2 separate regions of the Sus scrofa genome follow, and region 2 is linked to region 1. The links are chromatin contacts, called in public Hi-C maps. All regions are on one chromosome and are shown on one strand. Each heading gives the region's core, a stretch centred on a gene start, on an enhancer-like site or on the middle of the called end of the contact. The rest is flanking DNA. Distances are from core to core; before and after follow the strand shown. Region 1 holds the start of SLC25A17 (peroxisomal membrane protein PMP34). Region 2 has its middle 32 kb from the start of MCHR1.

Region 1 (5,023 bases), core at 1,381-3,880:
GTTGTGACCTGCACCACAGCTGCAGCTATGCAGGATCCTTAACCCACTGCACTAGGCTGGGGATGGAACCTGCTTCCCTTCCACTGCAGAGATACTGTTGATCCTACTGCGCCACAGCAGGAACCCCTGTCATAAAACTGAAGGAAAAAAAAAAAAAAAACTAAAGAAAAGGTTTGACAACCCTTATTTTGTTTCTTTCATAGAACTTAACACATCCAAAATTATTTGTTTTTTCCCCCCTTTTTTGGCTGCACCCACAGCAAATGGCACTGAATCTGGCAATGTTGGATCCTTAACACACTGGGCCAGGGATCAAACCAGCAATAGCACAGTGGGAACTTCTATTTATGTTTTGATTTACTCCATTATTGTCTGACTCCTCACTGGAATGCAAACCTCAGAAGAAAAAGACTTTGTTCTCTACTATAGTCTAGCACTGAGCAAAGGGCATGGCATACAAAAAGCACTCAATAAAGATGTCGAATGAATGGCATTTATTGAGAGAAAGAAAGGAGAACTAACATTTCTCCTCTTCCCATTCTCCTTTTGATGTACTCCAACTATTCAGCCCACCAATCCACCAAAACAGGTCTTCACAACTAACCTCTGGATTTATCAACATGTTTACCAACCTGACAAATGCAAGGATTAATTTTCAGCCCTCATTTGATTCATCAGCAGCATCAGACCCAGCTGATCTATACCCTTCTTCACGTGATTTTCAGAATACCATACTCTCTCAGTCTTCCTCCTACCCTACTGGCCCCTCCTTAGTTCCCTTTGTGGGTGCTATCTTATTTCCCCAGCCTCCTAATGTTGGTGTGCTCCAAGGCTAGTCTTTGAGACTTTTCTCTCAGTCCACACTCACTTCTTTGGTGAGCTCATCTTGTCTCATGACTGCTCACAGGCATTTTGAACTCAACTAGTCAAAAAGCAAACTCCTCATCCTCCCCCTGCCCCAAACTGCTCCTCCTTTAGTCTTCACCATCTCAGTAAATGGGAATATCGTCCGTCCAGCTGCTGAAGCCAAAACTCTAACTTTCATTCTGTTACACCCCAAATCCAACCTACTATCAAACCCTGGTGGTTCAATCTCAGCAACCTATTACAGGTTTAACGATCATTTCTCACCACCTCCACTGCTACCATCCTGGTTCCCTGACAGCGTCTCTGTTTTCACCCTTGCTCCCTGACAGTCTACTTTCAACAGAGCAGCCAGAATGATGTAAACCAGCAAGCTGCTGCATGCTCAAAAACGCAACAGTTGGCTAGCTGTCTGTATTTCACACTCAGAGTGAAAAGTCTCACACCACTTGGTCCCCTGAAACCCACTTGCATCTTTGTTGTCTCCATTCCAGACACAGAGGTCTCCACGCCCATCCTAGAGCAGGTCAAGCAAGCCTCCACTGCAGAGCAAGACTTTACACTGGCTGGAAAGCTCTTCTAGTCTAATTGAATGAACCAAGACTTCCAAATCAGACACTTCCATGAACTACTGTGTCACCTAAATCACGTTAACAACTCTGTGAAGTAGGTGTCAATACCCCCCCTTTACAGATTCGGAAAGTGACATTTAAAGACCACCTATCCAACACATGATGGAGTTGCGGTTCAATTCCCATTATTATGCACAGAATCCTGAGCTCACAGTGCAGTTTGGGGGGACTAGGAGAGGACTCAGTAATGTTCTTCTGAAGTCCCAATGAGTCCAGGTGCACGTCGACAGCTAGAGAGGGATGTAAGGAAAGGCAGTCAGAGAAACAGGATAAGAACCAGGAGGGGAAATTACCCAAACCCAGAGTGTAAAGTTCCTAGGAAAAGGGAGTGGTGTCAAATGGAAGCGAGACATACAGAAGCCCAAGAACCAAGCATATTCCTCAGAGTAAACCACACCTGGGTAGAGGGGAACTTTGATCTTGATTTAATTAAAACAAAACAAAACAAAAAGAGGTATTTTTCTTCTGCCAAGAACAAGAGGTACCCCGACTAGGTTCTACCACTTGCCTGCAGCAAGATGTGTAATTAAGCATGTGATTAAGCAACACAGCTTTACACCAAGGCTCGCCTCTGGCCCAGTGAGACAAAGTCTGTGTGTGGAGTGGGGGAGGGAGAGGGGGAATGACTGCCCTTTATATTTCCGAAGTCAAAGAAAACTGCAATTACTTTCTCCCCGAGGGTGTGTGGGACCACCGCTGCCTACATCCCAGATATTCTCTAACTGGCCAGAGCGGTAGCCAGAGGCGGAGGGTAAGTGTCGGCCTTCACCCCAAATGCTTCTAGCAACACTTCACCTAAGCCCCATTCCTCTTCGCCCCAGTCAGGCCAAGAGACTCCACACGAACTCCTTCTCATCCCCATCCCCCAGTCACATCCCGGTCCGGCCCCAGAGAAGCCCCACACCCGCAATGGCCCGGACGTGAAGACCCCGCCTCACCACGGCTCCTGCCACGGCGTGGACCAGGTTTTCGTAGGACAGCACGGAAGCCATAGGTGCGGTTCCCGCAGACCTGGTCACAGTTCTCCAGCAGGAGCCACAGCCAGTCGAGAGAGGAAAGAAGCACTGGAGCCCCGAGAGGTAGCGTCAGAAACTCCACCCTCTCAAGCCCGCCTCCTCCAAAACAACTCCTTCCGGGTCACAGGGCGCCCAGTCTCCCGGCCAGAGGCTGGAGGGAAGGGAAGGCGGGCCTGAGGACGCCCCTTGGTTCTGATTGGCCCCCGAGGCTTGCGCCGGGCGGGGCAGTGCGTGCTGGCCCCACCACCCCTGTGGTTCCCTGGAGTTCCCAGGGCTTGGCCAGTCGTGCTTCACGTCAACTCCAACACAGGGGGCGACAGAAAACCTACGCAGCCTCCTTTTTCTCCACTTCTGTCCGTAAGACAAGCTGGAGACAAGAAAGATGGGGGATTCATTTTCCTGTTTTCTTCTCACTAGTGTTTTTAGTCACATTTTGGTCAAGCGGAAGTAAGTATTGCTTGGGCAGGTCTACCTCCTGGTAGGAAGAGAACTTGAGCTTCAGGGAATCAGATAATCATAAAGAGATGGGAACAAACTAGTTAGCAGCTAGGAAGATCATTTAACCTTTTGGTTTCCTTTGTGAAATGATAATTAAAATCGACTCTACCTGCTGTGAGGATTACAAATTATGTAGATATACTTTATAAAATGCAGAAGAAAAAACTTCTTTTGTGTTGAAAAGTGAAAAACCAAACTACACAGAACTAGAAAACCACACGCTACCACCCCTCACCGACATCATAGCATAATACACCATGCTTTAGAACTTCAACCTTACTTCTTCACTTGGGCACCATAGTTCAGCGTCTCTGCCAGCTTCAGGACCGGTTAGTTTACTTTTATAATCCTTGCTGATAATCCTCGAGTACTTACTACAGCCAGCCTCAATGTTTTCTGCCCTTTACATTTACTCCCAGCAGAGGGCCCTAAAGATGTTCACCTGCTTGTGTTTTCACAAAATTTGCAGAAAATATTTTAACCACCACTGGTTAGGATCCCTTTCCCTTTAAACTCCCTTTCATTTAGGGTGGTGACCACAGCTAAGTCAAAGACGAGCTGGGGACACGTATTTAGAAGTGCTTATTTGTATGTACTAATTTAAGTTGCCGCTAGATGTCCTGTTGTAGGAATCATTTCTACCACCCTCTAGAGTCATGACAGGAAGGCGCAGTGAAAGTCAAATGAAGATAGGATTCTGGCACTAGAACATAGAAGCTTGTCTGCTGAAAATTTGAGAACTCAGTTCTCATGAACTCCTAATTAAATTGAAAGCTCTCTCAAGAACAAACCGGATTATGTAGCATGCAGATTTATAAATATACTGTCTTTATGATGGTAATTGAACACGATTAATATTTTTTCTTTACTATCGCACCTGTGGTATGTGGACATTCCCAGGCCAGGGGTCTAATAGGAGCTGCAGCTGTGGCCTAGGCCACAGTCACCTCAACACTGGAGCCGAGCCACTTCTGCTACCTACTCCACAGCTTGTGGCAACAATGGATCCTTAACCCACAGAGGGAGGCTAGGGAGCCAACCCAGATCCTCTCGGAGGCTATGTTGGGTTTCTAACACTGAAAAACACTGAGCTGAGCCACAGTGGGAACTCCCACAGTGTAATTTCTCATAATTCTATTTGTAGGGTATGACCTAGAGCAGACAGCATGTTCATCTGTGTGAAATCTTTTGCATCCCAGCTATCAAAAAATATCTCAATCAAGACAGAATTACCTTTCTACTCTACAAGTCATATAAACAGTGCAAGCACTTATGTACATACATTATCTATTAAACAGAACTACCTCTACAGAGCTATTTTATTTTTTTTTTTTTTAATTTTCCCACTGTACAGCAAGGGGGTCAGGTTATCCTTACATGTATACATTACAATTATATTTTTCCCCCACCCTTTCTTCTGTTGCAACATGAGTATCTAGACAAAGTTCTCAATGCTATTCAGCAGGATCTCCTTGTAAATCTATTCTAAGTTGTGTCTGATAAGCCCAAGCTCCCGATCCCTCCCACTCCCTCCCCCTCCCATCAGGCAGCCACAAGTCTCTTCTCCAAGTCTATATGATTTTCTTTTCTAAGGAGATGTTCATTTGTGCTGGATATTAGATTCCAGTTATAAGTGAAATCATATGGTATTTGTCTTTGTCTTTCTGGCTCACTTCACTCAGTATGAGATTCTCTGGTTCCATCCATGTTGCTGCAAATGGCATTATGTCATTCTTTTTTATGGCTGAGTAGTATTCCATTGTGTACATATACCACATCTTCCGAATCCAATCATCTGTCGATGGACATTTGGGTTGTTTCCATGTCCTGGCTATTGTGAATAGTGCTGCAATGAACATGCGGGTGCATGTGTCTCTTTTAAGTAGAGTTTTGTCCGGATAGATGCCCAAGAGTGGGATTGCGGGGTCATATGGAAGTTCTATGTATAGATTTCTAAGGTATCTCCAAACTGTTCTCCATAGTGGCTGTACCAGTTTACATTCCCACCAACAG
Region 2 (5,023 bases), core at 1,027-3,526, 84 kb before region 1:
TCTTGTGACCCTGGGATGAATCTAACTTGGTTGTGGTATATGATTTTTTTAAAAAATGTGTTGTTGGATCCAAAATGAATACTAGCAAAATGCTAGTATTTTGTTGAAATTTTTTGCATCTATATTCATCAAAGATATTGGCCTGTAATTTTCGTTTTGGGAGTGTCTTTGGTTTTGTATCGGGGTGAGGGTGGCTTCATAGAATGTCTTTGGGAGTGTTCCTTCTTCTTCAATCTTTTGGATGAGTTTAAGAAGAATGAGTGAAAAGTCTTTTTTGTATGTTTGGTAGAATTTGCCTGTGAAGCCATCTGGTCCTGGACTTCTGCTTGTGGGGAGACACTGATATTTCTAAATGCACACTGATCAGTGTGTTTGCTTCCTCAGGCTGCTGTAACAAATAACCGTAGACCTGGTGGTTTAAAATAACAGACTTTTATGCATCTACAGTTCTGGGGGCCAGAGTCCAAAATCAAAGTGTCAGCAGGGCCTGGCTCTCTTTGCGGGCTCTAGGGGGAGAATCCTTCCCTGCCTCTTCTAGCTTCTGGTGGCTCCAGACCTGCGTTGGCTTGTAGCTGCACCACCCCTATCTCTGTCCCCATCTTTACAGGGCCTTCAGTCTGTGTCTTTCACAAGGATACTTGCCATTGGATTTAGAGCCCACTTGGATAATCCAGGATGCTCTCATCTCCAGATCTTTTACTCAATTCCTTCTGCAAAGGCCCTTTTTCCAAATAAGGTCACATTCACGGGTTCCAGGGGTTTAGATGTTGACGTATCATTTGGGGGCCCACCATTCAACCCACTACAATCAAATAGGACTATGATGTAAGAAACATAAAACTCATCTGGAATTGGCTGAAATAACAAAATAGATCTATTGGCTCTTGTGGACAACAGGTCCAGGGCAGCACTGGCTCCACGTGAGGCACTCGGGACTGGCTCCACCCCCAGGCAGGCTCTTCCCTTATGGTTTGAAGGGCTGTCAGCTGCTCCTTGGGTTATAAATTACCTTGTTCAAGTCCACATGGATGAGAGAAGCTTTTCCTTCCAGAAACTCCCAGCCCGTGTTTCTTTGTCTCCCATCAGCCCTGACGAAGGTACATGCCCAGCAGTAGACCTGTCCCTGTGGCTAGAGGTGGGGATGCTGGTCCTAAGCTAGTCAGGAACCACGCCTAGAGGTAGACCTGGGGTTTCCCCCTTTAGAACACAAGGCTGAGAGCAGGAGCGCCCCCAGCTTAAAGTCAAAGTACAGCAAGGATGTCCTACATAACATGGGGAATAGAGCCCATATTTTGTAGTAACTTCATTTATTTTTTTTGTTTCTCTAGGGTCACACCTGCAGATAGGGAAGTTCCCAAGCTAGGGGTTTAACTGGAGCTGTAGCTGATGGCCTACACCACAGCAACAGCAAGGTGGGACTCGAGCCGCATTTGCAACGTACACCACAGCTCACGGCAATGCCAGATCCTTAACCCACTGCGTGAGGCCAGGGATCGAACCCACCTCCTCACGGATCCTAGTCAGGTTCGTTTCCACTTAGCCATGATGGGACCCTCCCGTGTAGTAACTGTAAATAGAGTGTAACCTTTAAAAGTTGTATGAAAAATTAAAAATAAAAAAAACTCAAATAATAAAAAAGTACAACCTAAGCCTTGATCAAACATCTTATAAACTGTTGCAAACCAAAGGAGAAAAAAAAACACCCAGATACTGTGGGGAGACAACCCACCACGGGTTCTCAGTCCTCCCCTACACTTTTTCGGGTGAGTATGGCATCTTTCATTCTACAGACGTTGAAATGGAGGGTCAGGAACACGGGCAAACTTGGTTAAAGTCACTCACTCATAAATGGAGCAGAACCAGGCTCGAAACTCAGGTCTGTTGATTCCACAGCCTCTCTCCTGCTAGTGGCCAGGCCAGGGCCATCTCCTTTCTGTCCTGCCGAAGCCGCAGGCACTCTCCTTGGAGCTATGCCATGGATCAGTGTGTGTCAGCTGAAAATGAAATAGAAAACGTCTGGGTAAATTACAGCCACCAGATAGCTCTCCAGAGACCTAAGGAAAGGGTTTGAGATAAAAGCCACAACACAAAGAATAAATAATACTTCATGTTAATGGCCATCGATATGCTCATTCCAAAACGGAGTCTGAAAACAGAACTGAAAAGCAATATTTGATATACTAATTTTTGCGTTCCCCATCGTAAAAATCAGTGAAACGTTTTCTCTTCGGAACTGCTGGACCTCAGCAACCTCCTCATTTGCCCTTACAGAGGCAAGCCAAGAATCCTGGTGCCGCCGGGCGGGCGAGAGAGGTGATGGCGGGATCCAGTCTCGGGACAGGCGGGGGCGGGGGTGGGGGTGGTGGAGTTTGCCAGCATCAAAAAAATTGTGATGTTTATAAAATCACACAACCTGTTAGTATAAAAGGAGCTTTAAAGGTTTTCAAAAACAAACCCAGGAGATCCCTTCGTGGCACAGTGGTTAACGAATCTGACTAGGAACCATGAGGTTGCAGGTTCGGTCCCTGCCCTTGCTCCGTGGGTTAAGGATCCGGCGTTGCCGTGAGCTGTGGTGAAGGTCGAAGACGCGGCTTGGATCCTGCGTTGCTGTGGCTCTGGCGTAGGCTGGCGGCTACAGCTCCGATTGGACCCCTAGCCTGGGAACCTCCATATGCCAAGGGAGCGGCCCAAGAAATAGCAAAAAGACAAAAAAAAAAAAAAAAAAAAAAAAAAACCCAAAAAACAAAAAACAAAAAAAACAAACCCAAAAAGGTTTTTCAGTTCTTCTCTTTACTTAATACAGGTAGCTCTTTACTCGAGGACAGAGACTGTGTTATTCTGCTTTGCACTCTGAGCACTGCAGAGGCTCTGGTCCAGTGGAGGTGCTCAATCAGTGTCTGTCCAAGAAATGAATAAATGAAGAAACAGACCTTTCCTAGTGCATACAAAACTGGTCAGGTTCTTAGGAACTGAGGCATCTGTTTCACACATCAAACTCATGCCTAAATTCATAAAAGAAATTACTATATAAAGCGGAGTGCAGAAAGCAGAAAGCATATTTTCCTTTGCATGAGGGAAGGAAATTCTAACATATGCTACGACATGGATAAAACCTGAGGACATTACGCTCAGTGAAATAAGCCCATCACAAAAAGATAATACTGTATGTTTCCACTCATAGGAGCGACCCTAGAGAAGTCAAATTCAGGGACTGAAAATAGAACGGTGGTTGCCAAGGGCTGGGGAGAGGGAGGAATGGAAGTTGGTATGTATGTATTTATTTTTAGGGCTGCACTTGAAGCATATGGAGGTTCCTAGGCTAGGGGTCGCATCAGAGCTGTAGCCGCCGGCCTACACCACAGCCACAACAATGCTAGATCTGAGCTGCATCTGCGACCTACACCACAGCTCAAGCTCACAGCAACGCTGGATCCTTAACCCACTGAGCAAGGCCAGGGATCGAACCTGCATCTTCATGGATACTAGTTGGATTCATTTCTGCTGCGCCACAAGGGGGAACTCCGGGAAGTTGGTATTTAGTGAGTACAGAGTTTCAGTTTAACAAGAAGACAAAAGCTATGGAGATGAATGTACTGATGGTTACACAACATAATGAATGTATTTAATATCACTGAACAGTATACTTAAAACGGTAATTTTTTTTCTTTTTAAGGCCACACCTGCAGCATATGGAAGTTCGTGGGCTAGGGGTTGAATCAGAGCTGCAACGGCAGGCCTATGCCACAGCCACAGCAACGCTGGATCTGAGTCGCACATGCGACCTATGCCACAGCTTGCGGCAACACTGGATCCTTAACCCACTGAGCGAGGCCAGTGATTGAACCTGCATCCTCATGGACACTATGTTGGGCTTCACATGCTGAGCCATAACAGGAGCTCCTACAATGGTAAATTTCATGTTACATGTATTTAAACATTTTTTTTTAATTGGAAGAAAACAATTTTTATATAAGTTCTCTTTCTGGGCCATGCCTAGAAGTTGCAAGCCTTCAGCAGGCTTCAGTGTTTCAAAATAGTTACATGAGACAGATGTGCCAGAGCAGTTGTCGGGGTGAGGAGACAGTCCTTCTGCTTCCTATTCCACCATCTCCACCAAAGCCTCCCACAAGAATTTTATAAACCAAAATATTACAACAATTTTTCCAGCCTCTTTCCTAAAGTTGCTGAACTTCCTCGCTTATCCAGGACAATCCTTAACCATAGATGATTCAGCTTCTGATGGATGAATTTCAAACATTAAAAAAGAACAGCTGTTAGGGAAGGTCTTCATGGTGTCTTTCAAAACCAAAGGCAGTCAACCAGCCACATTTAAGTGTACAGCCTGCCCTGCGGGGAAGTGGTGAGTAACAGAGGGGCTGCCGGCTCAGGAGGCTGCAGGACCTTCCCTAGTTTTAGTGTAGGAATAGGTGCTTCTCTTAGAATTAATTGGGGAAATAAAAAGCATCATTCTAGGAGGGTTTGAGGATTTCCTTAAGCAGGTAACAAATGGGGTTTGCAAGCTGGTTGATTTTATAAACCTGCTTGTTAATCTATTCCCCTGCTTCTACAATCCCCACCCCAACATTTTTATTCTCTGTAATGGAACCAGAATGGCTTTTGTTTTTTGTTTTTTGTTTTATAGTGCGGCACCCGCAGCATTGGGAAGTTCCTAGGCTAGGGGTTGAATTGGAGCTACAGCTGCTGCCCTGTACCACAGCCACAGCAATGCCAGATCTAAGCCACGTCTTCGACCTACACCACAGCTCACGGCAACGCTGGATCCTTAACTCACTGAGAGAGGCCAGAGATGGAACCTGCATCCTCATGGATGTGGATATTAGTCGGGTCATTACCGCTGAGCCAAAACGGGAACACCCAGAATGGCTCTTTTACATGTAAATCAGACCTGGAAAAGATATTTATTGCTTATGCCATCATAAATCAAGGTACAGTGTAAAGACACTATCTGTTTCATTTTCACTGATGTTCTTTTGATATATAAAAAGTGAGGTAACAACATCAC

What was found. A called contact is a pair of places that touch in the nucleus more often than the background predicts.
Region 2: a Hi-C map of skeletal muscle shows a contact between it and region 1, with 2.8 times the contacts expected there. The contact joins the enhancer-like site here to the promoter of SLC25A17 in region 1. A contact is called at or near these places in 22 of 47 Hi-C or Micro-C datasets (blood, brain, differentiating spermatogonia and 11 more).

What each region holds. Positions count from the first base shown.
Region 1 is chr5:7,620,245-7,625,267 of Sscrofa11.1, reverse strand. It overlaps SLC25A17 (peroxisomal membrane protein PMP34), which reads right to left and starts at 2,630. Exons shown (of 9, transcript XM_003126004.4): 1 at 2,435-2,630. The coding sequence starts at 2,488.
Region 2 is chr5:7,704,309-7,709,331 of Sscrofa11.1, reverse strand. No RefSeq gene overlaps it. Among named protein-coding and RNA genes, the nearest start is that of MCHR1, 32 kb to the left of the region's middle. Within about 2 kb of position 2,276, at least 2 of the 83 cell types and tissues checked have an H3K27ac peak or open chromatin away from gene starts, as enhancers often do. A contact at or near this core is called in omental adipose tissue and skeletal muscle, where this site is marked.